Linked DNA regions of Mus musculus: region 2 is linked to region 1. Evidence: chromatin contacts called from public Hi-C data. All regions are on one chromosome and are shown on one strand. Each heading gives the region's core, a stretch centred on a gene start, on an enhancer-like site or on the middle of the called end of the contact. The rest is flanking DNA. Distances are from core to core; before and after follow the strand shown. Region 1 overlaps Adamts16 (a disintegrin-like and metallopeptidase (reprolysin type) with thrombospondin type 1 motif, 16). Region 2 holds the start of Adamts16 (a disintegrin-like and metallopeptidase (reprolysin type) with thrombospondin type 1 motif, 16).

What was found. Hi-C and Micro-C count contacts between places; a contact is called where the count stands out from the background.
Region 2: a contact with region 1 is called in a Hi-C map of the C2C12 cell line, with 4 times the contacts expected there. The contact joins the promoter of Adamts16 here to the enhancer-like site in region 1. A contact is called at or near these places in 2 of 39 promoter capture datasets (both in the 3T3-L1 cell line), 1 of 15 datasets of contacts at CTCF or cohesin (the NIH/3T3 cell line), 9 of 484 Hi-C or Micro-C datasets (the C2C12 cell line, embryonic heart, embryonic stem cells and 4 more), 2 of 115 datasets of contacts at active chromatin or transcription factors (embryonic fibroblasts and embryonic stem cells) and 2 of 9 other capture datasets (adipose tissue and pancreatic islet).

What each region holds. Positions count from the first base shown.
Region 1 is chr13:70,740,598-70,747,751 of GRCm38.p6, forward strand. The region is part of intron 18 of Adamts16 (a disintegrin-like and metallopeptidase (reprolysin type) with thrombospondin type 1 motif, 16); the gene reads right to left. Among named protein-coding and RNA genes, the nearest start is that of Gm36607, 38 kb to the left of the region's middle. Within about 2 kb of position 3,919, at least 18 of the 459 cell types and tissues checked have an H3K27ac peak or open chromatin away from gene starts, as enhancers often do. A contact at or near this core is called in the C2C12 cell line and embryonic fibroblasts, where this site is marked.
Region 2 is chr13:70,837,394-70,844,891 of GRCm38.p6, forward strand. Adamts16 (a disintegrin-like and metallopeptidase (reprolysin type) with thrombospondin type 1 motif, 16) reads right to left here and starts at 4,418. Exons shown (of 23, transcript NM_172053.3): 1 at 4,097-4,418; 2 at 3,876-3,978. The coding sequence starts at 4,156. It overlaps Gm36529 (predicted gene, 36529), which reads left to right and starts at 3,057. Exons shown (of 4, transcript NR_167928.1): 1 at 3,057-3,227.

The DNA.
Region 1 (7,154 bases), core at 2,669-5,168:
CAAGATGAGTGCTTTTTATCACATGCTAAACAAATAAATGGCACATCCTTCTGGCGAGGGACGGTTGTCTGCTGCCGTAGTGTGACGGCTCTGCGTCTGAGTCCTCTTGGCTGCTCTCTGGCCACCTCTGTGAGCTTTCATGTGTTTTTTTTTTTTTTTTAATGTTTTCCCATTTCTTACATTCACTCTCAGCCCTGCAGCCTTATAAATGGTAATTGGTGTCCACGCTGGGGCTGTGAAAGGCATCTTGGCTGCTCACGGGCTTTCCGCACCTCCTCCCTAAGTCTCCTGTCTCCACCATCTTAAGCCACTCCAACCCGGTTGATCTGTTCTCTGCCCTTCTCCCCTAACTGCAGGTCATTAAGAAAAGCCTTCTGCACAGAGATCGTGCAGATTGTGTCAGCAAGTGCCAAGTGTCTGCTTTGCTTCACAGGGGCGGCTCAGGGGAAATGCCTTCATTCCAGCTTAGGAGTGAGCTGCAATCCTTCTTGCTCCTCTGCTGACCAAGGGAGGGTTCCCAGAGCAGAGCTGACTAGGGACTAGCAGTGACTGCTTTGTTTAATTTGCCTGTCTTTACTGGTGAAAACCAGGAATCTACCCTTCCTCAGCCAGTCAGAGTTCCCAGGCGGGAATGTTGCATCCAGCCTTCACTCTGGGGTCTTCTTTATGGGGCCTCTGTGTGAGGATCTCACCACTGCCGTGAGCTATAGAGAGTGTTGCTGCTTTCTCTCAGAGTGTACGTTGTATTTCCTGGGATCGTTTGCTTTACAGTAAGTATCTGTACTGATCAACAGCTACTAATGTTTGGGTACAGAATGTCCCGAAAGGCCAGAATGTTGAAGACTTGGTACCAGCCCTCGGTGCCTTTTCAATGGGGAGGGAATGTTAAGAGGTGGAGCCTGATGACAGGAAGTGAGGTCACTAGAGCATGCCCTTGAAAGTGATGCTGGGAGTCCAGGTCTTCCAGTCTCTCATCTGCTTCCAGGCCCCTATGAGGTAACAGCATTCTCACTTTCCTGTTCCTGCTATGTTGTCCTGCTTCCCCACAAGCTCAGGTACCAGGGAAGCCAGCTATGGAAACCTCTGGAAATGTGAGCCAAAATTAACTCCTCCCCCTTTTCTGCTGATTCATCACCGGCATTTGTTACAGAAGCAGAGCACGGACCGACACACCTGCTATTTGATGTTTCTCAGTTAAATACTCCCCCACCCATTTATAAAGATAAAAATAATACGTGACTCTGTTGTCTATTGGCTCAGTTGAAGCTTCGAGGTCCAGCATTCCGTTCTGTTTTCTAGATTAACCGTCAGTGGATGCTTTTGGGTGCGGTAAGCATAGAGAATAATGACCACACAAATCCAAGTCACAGCACACCTGTAAGAAGCTGTGAGGAGAGTTGGGTACACATAACTGGACCTTATCTGAGAGATGGGGGACATGGAGGCTCCAGCCTGAGCATTTACCACCAGGTGAGTCTTTCACATTCCTGTGTCTATAACTCCTCTTTCACAGATAACAGCATCTGTCAGCACACTCGGGTCCCTCATTAAACCACCTTCTTCACATCTGTAAATGAGCCCTGATGAACTTGGTGACACCTCCCATCCAGTGCACATGCACGCTCAGCATGTAGCAGATGTATGTCTCCAGCTGCTTCTGCAGTGGGAGAGAATGGGTGCTAGCCAAGCTCTGAAGCCACAAGAAGCCCCAACTTCATATGTGTAAGTCATTTGGGATCCACTGCCCTTTCTAAGCGAAATGTTTTAAGTACAACAATTCACATCCAGCAGCAGACACAGGCACTATGAGGAAGATACCCTTTCCATGGGAAGTGGGGAGAATAAGTTAATTTAGAGCATAGTAGGCTATACCATGGCTGGGGTCAATGGACGAAGGGTGGGGGAGAAGACAGATGCCAGACGACCTATAGATCTTTTTTCTTATCAGGTGATGAGAATTTAGGAATTAGTCTCTGCCAAAGGGCATCTTGTCATCATCCACTGCTCTGTGGAAGCCAGTGGGCCTGCGAGGTAACCAGATGCACACGGGAGCAGTGGAGCCATATACATAGGCTTGGCAGACCCTCACAGTCTTTAGGCATGTGCTGATCTCTTGAAAAACAAACACAGAATCTCCAGGTCCTTCTAACATGTAGCAAGCAGCGAAGGCTCAGAAATCATGGTGCAATATAGCTGCTGCACTGTCTCCTACCTTCTTCCCTAAAGGTAGTTTACACAGAAGGCAGACATATACTGACCAGAAGGCCAGGACCTTCTCTGTTTTCAGTGTTGCGTCTTTGTAGGACTTCATGCAGTGTCTATCTCTGCTATCTAGGTCAGAACAGAAAGCCCAGCCCTGACAACCGTCTGGCATGGGGCAAGGGCTGGTGCCAGGCCCTCTCCAGAACCTTGCGGATTGGCACTTTATAGTTACTTCATTTTCTTTAGCCTCAAAGATCTGGACCACTTCTTTTTCCTTTGTAGAGCTGAAGGGGAGATTTATAATGAGCCAGACCCAGATCCAGGATTGTTTTCATGTCGAGATGCGGGATTTCTCTGCTGAAGCGTGCAAAGCCAGACATCAAAAGCTTGTTCCAAAGGAGCCATTGTGGCATTAATTTTATAAACTGCGAGGAGCCAAAGGCCTGTAAAGGTTCACTTATCAGAAGCCAAAATGCTATTTTTGCCAGGTTTTCTTCTCTTACTGCCCTGCTATTGCATATTGTCTTGCAAACAATCAGGAAGACCATGAAGCTTCGTCTACACGAGTGAAGACAAGAGAGAATTCTGGGAGACAGACCTCCACGCTCTAAATGGTCTCAGTTCATCCCGGTTCCAACAAAAGCATTCATCTGTGAGACTCCTCCCTGCGGACACTTGGCTGTACCAGTAAGCTTCTCACGATGCCTCTTAGAGAGACCAAACAGTTCCTGAATGAAGGTGGAGCCATGGCTCCTGGGGAATCTGCCCTTCCGGTCGTTCCACCGGGAATGGGAAGAGAAGAGTGTGCCTTTGAGCCTGGAAGCACAGCAGTAGTGACTCCCATTGACCAGCCTTGTCTCTGAGAAAGCAGCCAGCGAGTGATTGAGATGGAGGCAGGAGTGAGAAGAGTTCTTAGTCCCGGGTTCTGTTCCTAGACAGCACAGAGGCCCACACTTGCCCTTGTTCTGTTGGAAACAGCAGGGGTTTCAATGTCTAAATTCCAAAAGCTCTATCTGGCCTCCTGCAGAGAAGGAAGCTGCTCCTTAGGCACCTGGGTCTGCAAGGTCCTTTGCTTAGGGTTTTCTGCAGGAACCCAGCTACCACCTCATGTGCTTTAGGGGCAGGCTGCAAGCCTCCTGGTGTTGAAGCAATGCCATCTGGGAAGTTAGCAGAGATTGTCTCCAATAGCTTATTCCTCCAAGCCTTCCAGTCAATTCACCTAAGGAAGTGGGGGACCTTCTTGCCCATGGAGGACAAAGGTAGGAAGGAGTCTGTTTGTTCTGTGCTTGGACAAGTCAGGCTGAGACAATGGGGAAACTCACAGCTGAGAACTAGCCCAGGTTGCTTAAACTGTACTTACACCACCCCGTGAGCAAAGCACATGAGCACTTTCTCACTGGCAGGCTCCCACTGGGCTCTCTGCAGTTCCCCTCTCAGTGGAGAGTCACTCAGATGGGGCTCTGTGTATCTGCTGCATTCTTCTTGAGACATCAGTCTTGTGGCCTGGGTGGTCTCCTCTCTGCCCCTGAGCTCAGGTCAGCTTCACTAGAAGCTGGTGTGCGCACACTCACACCAAACTGAGACTTCCACTCCTTGGCACCCTTCACCTCCTGAGGGAGCTCTGTGGCCTTGCCCACCACTGAAGCACCATCTCAGAGGTGCCAAGCATGCCCTTGGATGCTCACAGCCTTTTTCTGCCACTGATGTCTTTTGGGTTTCACCCACCCTGCCGCGTCAGCCTTTAAAACCTGTTTATGCCAGCTGAGCTTGTCACTGGAACTGTGTAATGTAATTAGGTTTGGCGTAACTTTGTGAAACATGAGCCTGAAAAAAAAATGAGGCTTGTTTCTAAGAAAATGAAGTCGAGTCTTGGGATGACTGAGTCAAGACCAGTCATCAAGTGGGACTGCTGTCAAGTTAGGTGTGGCTGAGGAAAAAGTAAAACAAGGAGAAAAATAAAAGAAAGCTGAAGCGATTTTGCAGAAAATGAGTAGAGGGACTCCACCCTTCTTTCAGAAACTCAAACTGAAACCAGGTGCTCTGAGCTTGTAGGTGGGTCCTTATCCATCAAAAGGGTTGGGCCCTTCATGAACAGAATGAGGAAATGGCTCACAGTTATTGATGTCAAGTGAAAGCAAATATTCAGGCCATCTGGGTATTTTGTAAATTGGTCAATTTTAAAAATCAGTGGGTACCCAGATCTTATCTCAATGACTCATGACCCAGCCTGCAGAACCTCTGTTCATACAGGAGCTAGTATACAGCAGGAACTGCTGAACCATGAACTGCTCTTCTCATAGCGATATCATCCTGCACTTCACCCTACCTGGGCCTCTGTTCCTTAGCCCTATACCCCATGTGGTTCACAGGATTCAGTAAACCCAGTGGGCTCTCAACTTAACCCACAAGCAAGGAGAGAGAAGTATGGTTCCTACTGCATTGCTTAGATGTATGTGTTTGAAAACCCCTCAGAAGGGCATTAAAAGCATGATCAATCAATATGGATTACTTTAAAGCAAATAATAATAATAATAATAATAATAACTACAGGGACACAAACACTTTTTGTACAGCCTCTCAGTGATTTCCTGTCACAGGTTAATATGAAGTGGTAAAGAGACCACAATGTCGAGATTCTGCAGGAATATTGAGTCTATCAATGTTATAAATTTTAAAATTCTGCAAATGAGAGGAAAGGGAGGAAGAACAAATGAGGATAGCTACAGGAAACCAGGTGCATTAGCGCATCTCTAAAGAGGAGGAAGCAATTCACTGAATGAGAAATACCAGAAAGGTCTACAAAAGAAGTGACCTACATCTCTGCTGCAACGATGCCTTGGGGCTCGTCAAGGTAAGTCAGCGCGGGAGAGAACCTCCTGTGAGTGGCTCTGCCAAATCCGGTGCTTCATATAAAAAATGTAACCGAGTGCTAGAACAGCGCCCAGGAGAAGCTGCTTGGGTCCACTGAGTCCAGAAATGGGAACACTGGGTCTTTGGGTTGCTTTTAGACAGCGCCTTTTGATGTCCTGTGCATGTCCACACCTTTAGGTCATGGGCTCCAATAGACATCTTATTCACTGTCCAGGGAATGTCCTCCTTACAGTATTTAGAGAAAAATGAGCTACACAGACATGAACTTGCACTCGACCTTGGTGGGACAACCTCACAGCGAAGACACTTTGTTCTCTGGGAAGCTTTCCTGTCCTAGGAAGTGCCATGTTTCTAGCTGAGAAGGGAGACATGCCACCCAAGCTGTTCAGGCAATGAACCTGCTAATCAACACATCATCTACACCACCCTGAGATTGTGCTTAGTGGCCTAGCGTCCGACACAGGCGCCATGCTTTCTATGAAGACAGTCTCGCTAGGGGATGCAGTCACCTGGCCTGGGAGAGGCAAATGTCCTACCAAAGGGTCTGGTGGTAAAAGGCTTAGGTTAGTGATCCCTTTGAGAAGCAGAGGCTTTCCTCCTTCAGTCCTTACAGACATAACTGTAACCATATATATGCAGATTTGGTGGCAGCTGCACCAGACCCATCTGAGGAGATGTTGCTTTCCTATGAGCCTCTTCCTTTTACCACATAGATGTAAGCACGGCGGTGTGATGATGTCACTCCCTCTGGTGCAGGGTTTTCTGACAGTCTACTTTGTGGTTTCTTGGATGTTCATATCTGTGTAAATATGTAGACGGGATCTTCCCCAGGGTCTTGCGTACATTTCAAGTGCTATGAATCTAGTGCATCTGGATTGTGGGAGCCTGGAGCACAGCTGCTCAGTCCCTGAGGCTTGGGAACATGGCCAGTGGGAATACTTCAAGGACTTAACACAGCAGGCTCGAGTTAGGCTCCTTCTCAAGTTCCACGTTAGAGCAACGGCGACCCGACCGAGAAACCACAAATCGCCTTCAATGCGATGAGTTTTCAGAGAGAAACCGAAGAAGCTGATTGGTCATGCTTATTCTCAGATTCAGTCCCCCAGCCTCCGACACACTGTGTGAAATCAGCCCATGCCCTCCCCAAGTCTTAGTCTCAGTCCACTGCATCAGAGGACACAGAGGGATAGCAAGTACATCCCAGTCACAGCACTAGCCCTCCTTCAGGGAGGTTAGCTTGCTAAGAAAAAAACCTGAGCATTATAGTTTCTTGTTTTATATAAAAGCTGAGAACTGTCAATCAGGTTAGACAGCAGGGGTGGAGATGAGTACTGGGAAGTGACAGGCATCCTCTCTGTCCTCCTCTTCCTCCTCCTCTTCATCTCCCTCCTTCTCCTCCCCTTCCTCCTTCTTCCCTTCCTCTTCCTCTTCCTCTTCCTCCTCCTCTTCCTCCTCCTTCTCTTCTTCCTCCTCCTCCTCTTCCTCCTCCTCTTCCTCTTCCTCCTCCTCCCCTTCCTCCCCCCTCCTCCTCATCTTTCTCCTCTTCCTCCTCCTCTTTCTCCTCCCCGCCCCCCTCCTCCTCCTCCCTTCTCTTCCCCCTCCTCCTCTCCTCTGCAGCAGCCCCAGCAGTTGTTGCTGTGGCTTCCATACAGCGACAGCAGTACTGGTTCCTGAGTTGCACGATTTCTCAGGATCTGTCCGTCTTATCTTTAAAGCTCTCAAGCAGCTGTCTGTTCACACCTAGCTAACTGTGCTTGAATAAGAATTGCCCCACAAAGGCTCATATTTTTGAATGCCTGGTCATTAGGAACAGGTCTCCTCTGCACACATCGAGTCTTGAGCTCAACCTCTGAAATACCTGAACCCAACCACCTCTTACCACCTGATCAATCTGCCTCCTAAGTGTCTAGCCTCCACTTTCATCCTCCAGCACAATAGCAAGAATGTTTCTAAAGTGCTTTTATGTGTCAGGTATACTGTGATGATGCGAACCAGCATTGCTCCACTGGGGGTCAGGTAGGAAGGCAGTGTCCTTCTCGCTGACGTGTCTATACCCTTGCCTGACTATTTATGTAGGGTAC
Region 2 (7,498 bases), core at 3,168-5,667, 97 kb after region 1:
AGGGAGGAGCCAAGGATTGGGCATCTAGATCAGGGTCACAGCTGGCTACTCGGCCATATCATCAGCTGAGACCTGTGGCCAAGGTTAAATTTTTTTTGTTGTTGTTTAGTTTTAGATTAGCTAGCTTGGTTTAAGTCTTTGAAATCAGTAATTAAGCATGGAGTGTGTCCAGTTATATACGAAATTTGGCTGGGTTTTATGCCTGTATTTTTTCTCCCCTAATCACTAAACACAACAGGCCAGCATGGTATCAGGCCTTTCTCTGAATGTACAGTGAGGTGTCTTTGCAAAGCTCATCACTTCAAACAGGGGGAATAGACAGGTCTAACCTGACAGTTTGGCAGACTATCCTCTACACTGGCAGCACAGCACATTTGGAGTTTGGCCAATTGCAACATTGTAAACACACGTTTCTACTCCAGTCTATCAACCGTCTCTTAAGAGGTAGCTCTACTAGATGCTTGGTAACCGGTCTCTGCCTCTGACTCAGCATGAGTGGACACATTTTTCAGACTCATGCATAAAGTATGACTTGGTTATAGGTGAGCGATATCAAGGTAATTATCACCAATTAATTTTGAGTAGGCACAGGCACTTGTCTGTGTGTTGCTATTCTCTCCTGACAAGCAATAGACAGGTAAAACAGAAGTTCGGACAATGGCCACTGACAAGCCACAAAAGCTCTGTGGTTGGGTTTAAGAGAGTCAGAGAAGATCAGAGGCGGGGATTCTCTCCTGCTGACAACCATGGCAAGGTGAGGACTGGAGGGCACCAAGACTTTGGCTATGGTGCCTGCCACATGTCATAGCTCTCTCTCTCTCTCTCTCTCTCTCTCTCTCTCTCTCTCTCTCTCTCTCTCTCTCTCTCTCTCTCTCTCTCTCTCTGCAGTCCCAAGCATAATCTACACATCTAGCCCTACTGTACAAGTGGGAACAGCTGGCATAGGGAGGCAGCAGGCTCTGCAGGTGACTTAGCAGGCTCTGGCAGGCATCTGCACCAGAGCAGGAGATTTAGCTATGGTAGGGTAAGACACTCTGGCTTCTATAACATTTTGTGTAGGATAATGGAGGATCAGACAACCTGGTATATGGCGAAGGGGGGGGGGGGAAGCACAGCAGGACTCAGCAAGTCTGAAGAGTGAATATAGGTGCATCCATTGGTTTGCAGTTCACCAAAGTATTTTCCCTCATGTGACACCGCCACTGCTCTCTGCTCTGTGGGGCAGGCAGGTTGGCTGGGGTATTGTTAGCTAGCACATCCGAATCCTCACAGGATTCATATCACTTCTGGCTACTTCCCCCTCCTTCAGAGGTAATGGAATAAAGGCAAGAGGTACAAGTCACTGTTGTTAGCCTAATTCATGAGCTTCGTTGTCCATAGAGAGATGATTCCAGCCATAGCATCCAGCCACACAAATCCTGGATATGGACTCAGACCCAGTCAACACACTATAGTCAGCATCCTTCAGAGACATTGGACAGTTTCCACAGTAGCCAAGCTATGGAGTCAGCCTAGGTGTTGGTCATGCGAACAGATATGGAAAATGATAGGCAAAAAGACAGACAGATGACACACAGACAGACAGACACAAACACACACACACACACTAGAGAAGGGCTAAAGAGCTAAGTCGTTTGCTTGCAGGAAAATATATGTACGTAACCACAGGTTATCAAAGTAAGCAAAATAAGACCCATAAAAACATATATACCACTTTTTCTTATTTGGAAGATGATAATTTGTACACATGTGTAAATCTTATATTCATATATATTATTAAAATTACAAATGAGACTACCTGGGGCAATGGAATGAGAACAGAGGGAAGCAGAGGTGGTAAGTACCATCAGCCTCTGAACAATCTCTCTATCCTCCCAGTCAAAAGCCTAAAGAACTTCTGAGCTTTGCCTTGAGATCTGGAAACCCAAAGTTTTTAAAAAGCTAAAAACCTGTGCCATGCTCTTGGCAGAAACCATAGATGTTATTGCAATGACAAATATGGAAGGAAACCTTTGAAGAAACAAGAAATAAAAAGCAATAGAGTCATCAAAATGTAAATTGATACATTCGTGTTTGATAATCCAACTTATCTCAATTTAGTTATCCATCATTGTCTCAAGGGGTGCGTGAGGCTCTCTTCCCTACTGCATAATTACTTCACAAAGGCAGCAAAATAGCCAGAACCCTTACAGGTCTCACTTTAGCCCAAACTCAAAACAGCTTCAAAGAGTTAATTAAGAAATTATCTTATATCATGGAGATGGGCCGTGCACAATATGCAGATCTGAAGGTCACAGGTGCTCTGCCACACCTTGCCTCTGCTGTGTGACTGCTGTCTGCTCTCTCTGCCTCTTTCTCTTTTGATAACCAGGAAAGGGTGAAGGTATCCTGCCTTCACAAAGTCAGCTCCACCTTGCAAGGACTCACACCTTCTGTGCACGCTCTGACCAGGCAAGTGAAAGTCCATGGAAACACTGCCATTGGGATCCGGGACTGAGGCGCCAGGCATGAGAAGCCTGCCTGTGGCCTCAGGCACTAAGCTTGTCCTCTCTTCCTGAATAGCGTTCTGTCTATAATGTTATCATCTTGGATAACACTTCGTTAGTGCAATAAACGTGTCCCGAGTGGCAAGGCTCGATTGCTCAGCCTGCTCCATGCTAAGCAAGACAGTCAGAATTTGATCCTTGAACTCCCACAAGTTGTCCTCCGACCTCCACAGTGCCATGCACCCTACACACATAATAAATAAATGTCTGAAATGCCTCGAGTCCCTATGGATTTTTTTTTTTTAAGTTTTATTCTGAAAGTAGTGCAAAGTCCAAAGTTAGAGCATGAACATTCCTTGTAAGGTCATGATGTGTCAGAATTCGAAGTAAGAGGATCAGAAGAGGGTTGGAGATGCAGGTGACAGAGGGTGGGTTTCAAACACAATAGGCTTTCCCTTGCCTTCTAAACCACTGTACTGTTTGGGTCTGGCGCCCTCCAGTGGCACTCAGAGTCCTAGAGCCGAGACTCATATATCCCTTCTTAAACCCTGTTTTCAGTAGGAGGAATTCAGTTCTTGTAAGTTTATCCTGATGAAGGAAGCGATAATGAGGGTTTCCGAAGTGTCAATTGTTTAATCCTGTACATATTCTAAAAATCTGCCGAAAAGATTAAACCTGGCTCGCCTCTGGTCGCCATTTCTGCTAACAATCTCAAGCTAATTCATCCCAGGAAAGGACAGGGTGAGTAAAATCCTGCATTTGCTGTGGACCCAGCACAAACCTCCTAGCAAGTGCAATGGCCTGCTTTCTCAGTCACCAGGTGTCATTGCTAGGACACCTCACAGGGGAAACCCACTTGTGAATCACTGAGGTGGCTGAACCTTGCAGAAGACTTGAATTCGAGTTCATGTTCAAGGAGGTCCAGGACACATCCTTTGGATGTCCCCTGTGCTATTAATTAACATTAAAGCGATATTAATGAGGTTGCCTTCTGTCTCCTCCTGTGACAGTCAAAGTGGAGAAAGCTTCAATGTGAAAGAAAGGAGAGGGGGGAAGATGCTGGAGTGGGGACTACGTTGCTTATAATAGATTTGGTGTATACATTAATGATGTCAATATATAGAGTGATCTGGAGTCTTCCTACACCCAGATATCTCACTCCCCCAATGTAACTCTGGCTAGCCATTATCATTTTACTAGGAAATAGGATACAGACGTTGGTCGGAAGTCATTCTTGAGCATGATCTTGTGCTCGAAATGAATAGAAAGAGCAAGATAGCATCTTCAAAGCTTTTGGCGTCCTGAGTCCCAGGAGACTTGCAGACCAGCATAGGGGGTTGCTGGCTGCTTACCTGTGAGGAACCGAGAGCCCCCACCGCGCGAACTTACCACCGGTTTCCAGCCAGCTGGACCCAGAGAATGGGGGAGGCTGCGGGTCTTCCGGGCTCCCAGACGCTGCAGCTGCGAGTCCCAGGGCGCACGCAGGTGTCTGCTAGGGGGAAAAAAAAAACGAGGACACCTCAGTGAAAATGCGGGCACTGCAGAGCTCAGCCAAGGGCGGAATGCACTTGCAGCCATCAGACTCTGCTGGTCCTAGCGCCAGGACTCACCTGCTCACTGACCTGCGCCAGCAGCAGCACCCAGAGCGCAGCACAACCTCGGGACTCCATGGCCCCGGTGCCCGAGGGCTCACAGGACTCAGCTCAGCAGTCTAGACTGGGTCACTGGATAGTCCCGGTGTTAGCAGTATGCTAGGGTGCAAAGGACCGACCCGGCAAAATCGCAGGGTTTCCAGGCAGCGATTCCACCATGCACATCAGAGTTATCACTGCAGCTTCGTTCGGCACCGGGAGGTGGAGTGGCAGTGGTGGCGGGGGGCGGCAAAGCACCCGCAGCAACCAAGGGACAGCAGGGAGGAGGGTAGAGAAGGAGAGGGCAGGACTAGGGAGGGCAAAGGAGAGGAGAGGGGAGGGGATAGAGGAGGGAGTAAAGCAGGGAGGAGGGGTACCAGGAGGAGGAGGAGGATAAGGGAGGAGTGGCAGGGAGAGGAGATGAAGCAGACTCATGGTAAGTACTGGGCATCCTTCACGCCTATGACCCAGCAGGAAGGTGTTTTGTCCACCTACATGAGAACTTGGGGTAGAGACAAGGCCAGGACACAGTCATATCTAGCTGTTCACCCCTGTGCTTTTGTGGAAAACTGTCTTGGTGTGTTACTCCAAAGTCCTCTGCCACCTGCCACCGCTGCAGCTCTGTGGGACTTCTCACTTAAGGGCAAGATTGAGCTGCATAGAGACAGGCATCCAGCATTCATTGTTCTCTAGTCCATCCCCTGGTTACAGACCCTCTGGCCTTCCCTTCTAGTGGGAGATGTATAGGGAGGAATGTATCTGCTTATGAATGAATGTGAGTCCTTAGTTGCCTGGGGCACGTGAAGAAAAGGGGTGAATGGAGGCGGGGCGGGGCAGGGCAGGGCAGGGTAGGGCAGGCTATGAGGAAGCTGGGTTTCTTTCTCACGCCTCTAATTTTTCATTGGACAGCAGTGGCCAATTTCAGATTCACTTTAGACTCTGGCTGACCTGCTGGGAGAGCAGGTGTGAGGCCACTGGGTTCCCAGAGCATCCTAGTAGGAAGTCTAGGAGCCCCAGCCTAGACCAGACCAGGTCTATCCAAGACAACCAGCGAATGCCCTCTCTCCAGCCCTGCGTCCTGGTCCATCATGACCTGAGTATGTGTTTGAGTATGAGCGTCTTTTGTGACCATCAGTGACTGAGAGTGTCTGCTGCAGGGTGGGTACAGATACAGACAGCACTGAGCGCACGGGTAGATGTTTCTACACGCGGGACTGCCAATGACTGTCCATCCCAGCAGCTGCACTCCACTTCCTTCTGCCGGTTGGTCTCACATCTCAGGCTCCCTCCAGCTGCCATTCTAGGGTCCCTCATTTGCAGTCACACTGACCTTGCCTGGTTTGCAAGGCTGAGAAGGGGGATGGCATGTGGAGCAGTGGCTGCAGTTTTCAGGGTGCTCACTCCAGCCTACACTGAGCTGAGATGCCCCAGAGTGGCTCTTTATAAGCCTGAATGAAGTGTCATACATCTCAGAAAGGACAGGGCGGAATCAAGATGAACTGATCTGTGTATGCATATCCCTCTCTCTCTCTCTCTGCTCCCTCCCTTTCTCTCTCAGTCGTTCATATGAAAAATATTGTCAAAGAGTACAGTTTTGTTGACTTACTGTTTCATTCTTTTATAATTCCACGCACCTACACTATGTTCTTTTATTAAAGCCTCCCATTATCTCCTGTTAAGTCCCCTCTATTCCACCTGGTCTCTCTTGTTCTATTGTTCCCAAGTGTGTCTGTCTGTCTGTCTGTCTGTCTGTCTGTCTCTCTCTGTGTGTATGTGTCTGTGTATGCACACATGAGAGAGGTGGGAGGAGAGCAGAGAGAAAGAGAGTGTGTGTGTGTGCATGTCTTAGTTAGGGTTTTACTGCTGTGAACAGACACCATGCATGACCAAGGCAACTCTTATAAGGACAACATTTAATTGAGGCTGGCTTACAGGTTCAGAGGTTCAGTCCATTATCCTCAAGGTGGAAGCATGGCAACATCCAGGCAGGCATAGTGCAGGAGGAGCTGAGGAGTCTTCATCTGAAGGCTGCTAGGATAATACTGGCTTCCAGACAGCTAGAATGAGGGTCTTAAAGCCCACACCCACAGTGACACACCTACTCCAAGAAGGCCACATCTTCTAATAGTGCCACTCCTTGGGCCTATAATATCCAACCATCAGAGAGGGGAGAGGGAGAGGGAAAGGGAGAGGGAGAGGGAGAGGGAGAGGGAGAGGTAGAGGGAGAGGGAGAGGGAGAGGGAGAGGGAGCGAGGGAGCGAGGGAGCGAGGGAGAGAGGGAGCGAGGGAGAGAGGGAGAGATGGAGAGAGGGAGAGAGGGAGAGAGGGAGAGAGGGAGAGAGGGAGAGAGGGAGAGAGGGAGAGAGGGAGAGAGGAAGAGAGAACTGAATTAGGGCTTCCTGAATGAAGATGAAGATTAGCTACTGAGACATGGGCAATGTACCAGTGGCTATGTCACTAAGAAAGATGGCTTTCTCACTCCTATGACCTTTAGCTATCTGTAGTCCCTACAGGAGGGGAGGGACTGATAAGGCTTGTCTGCAATGGAACTTTGATGAAGCCAGTCTTATGAAGGTTTCATGAAAGCAGTCATGGATGCTGAATTCACCATACCTATCTGCCAGGCAAGAATTATCCACCAGTCCACTAGTGGTGTGACTGCTACAGGTATAGTCATGTGTTTTCTTGTTGGATTTGAGGCCCACTACACCCGAGGAAATCATACTTGATACTATCTGATCAAAGCTCAGCTGGGGATGTCAGAAACCCGAGGAAAAAAATCTACGACTGCTAAATAGTGTCAAACGGACTTCTAAGTTTTTATGTTTACACTCATTGTCTTAGGGTTTCTGTTGCTGTGATAAGACACTACAAGGAAAATAAATCAACGTGGAGAACAAAGGGTTTATTTCACCTCACAGCTTGTATTACAAGATCCAGGGAAATCAGGGCAGGAACCTGGAGATAGGAGTTGGTGCAGAAGGCAAAGAGGAATGCTGCCCTATTGAATTATTCTTCCTAGCTTGGTCAACTTGCCTTCTTACAGTAAGCAGGACTGTCAGCCAGAAGTGGCGGTGCCTACAGAGCTGGTCCTTCTCATGTTTATTACCAATCATGAAAATGTATCTCAGGCTTGCCCATAAGCCAATCTGTAGAGGCATTTTCTCGGTTGAGATTCCCTCTTCCCAGGTGAGTCCCATTTGTATCAAGTTGAGCTATAACCAGCAACTATAAAATAGTGTGGCTCTTAGCCTTAGTCACAAAAACGTACATTGTAGCTTTTATGCAAAGGTCTGAATTTGAGACTGGCCTTAAAACACCTGTATCCTCTCTGCCTCCTCCTTTCTAGCTTACTCCTCAGAGTCCATGCTCTCAGCCATG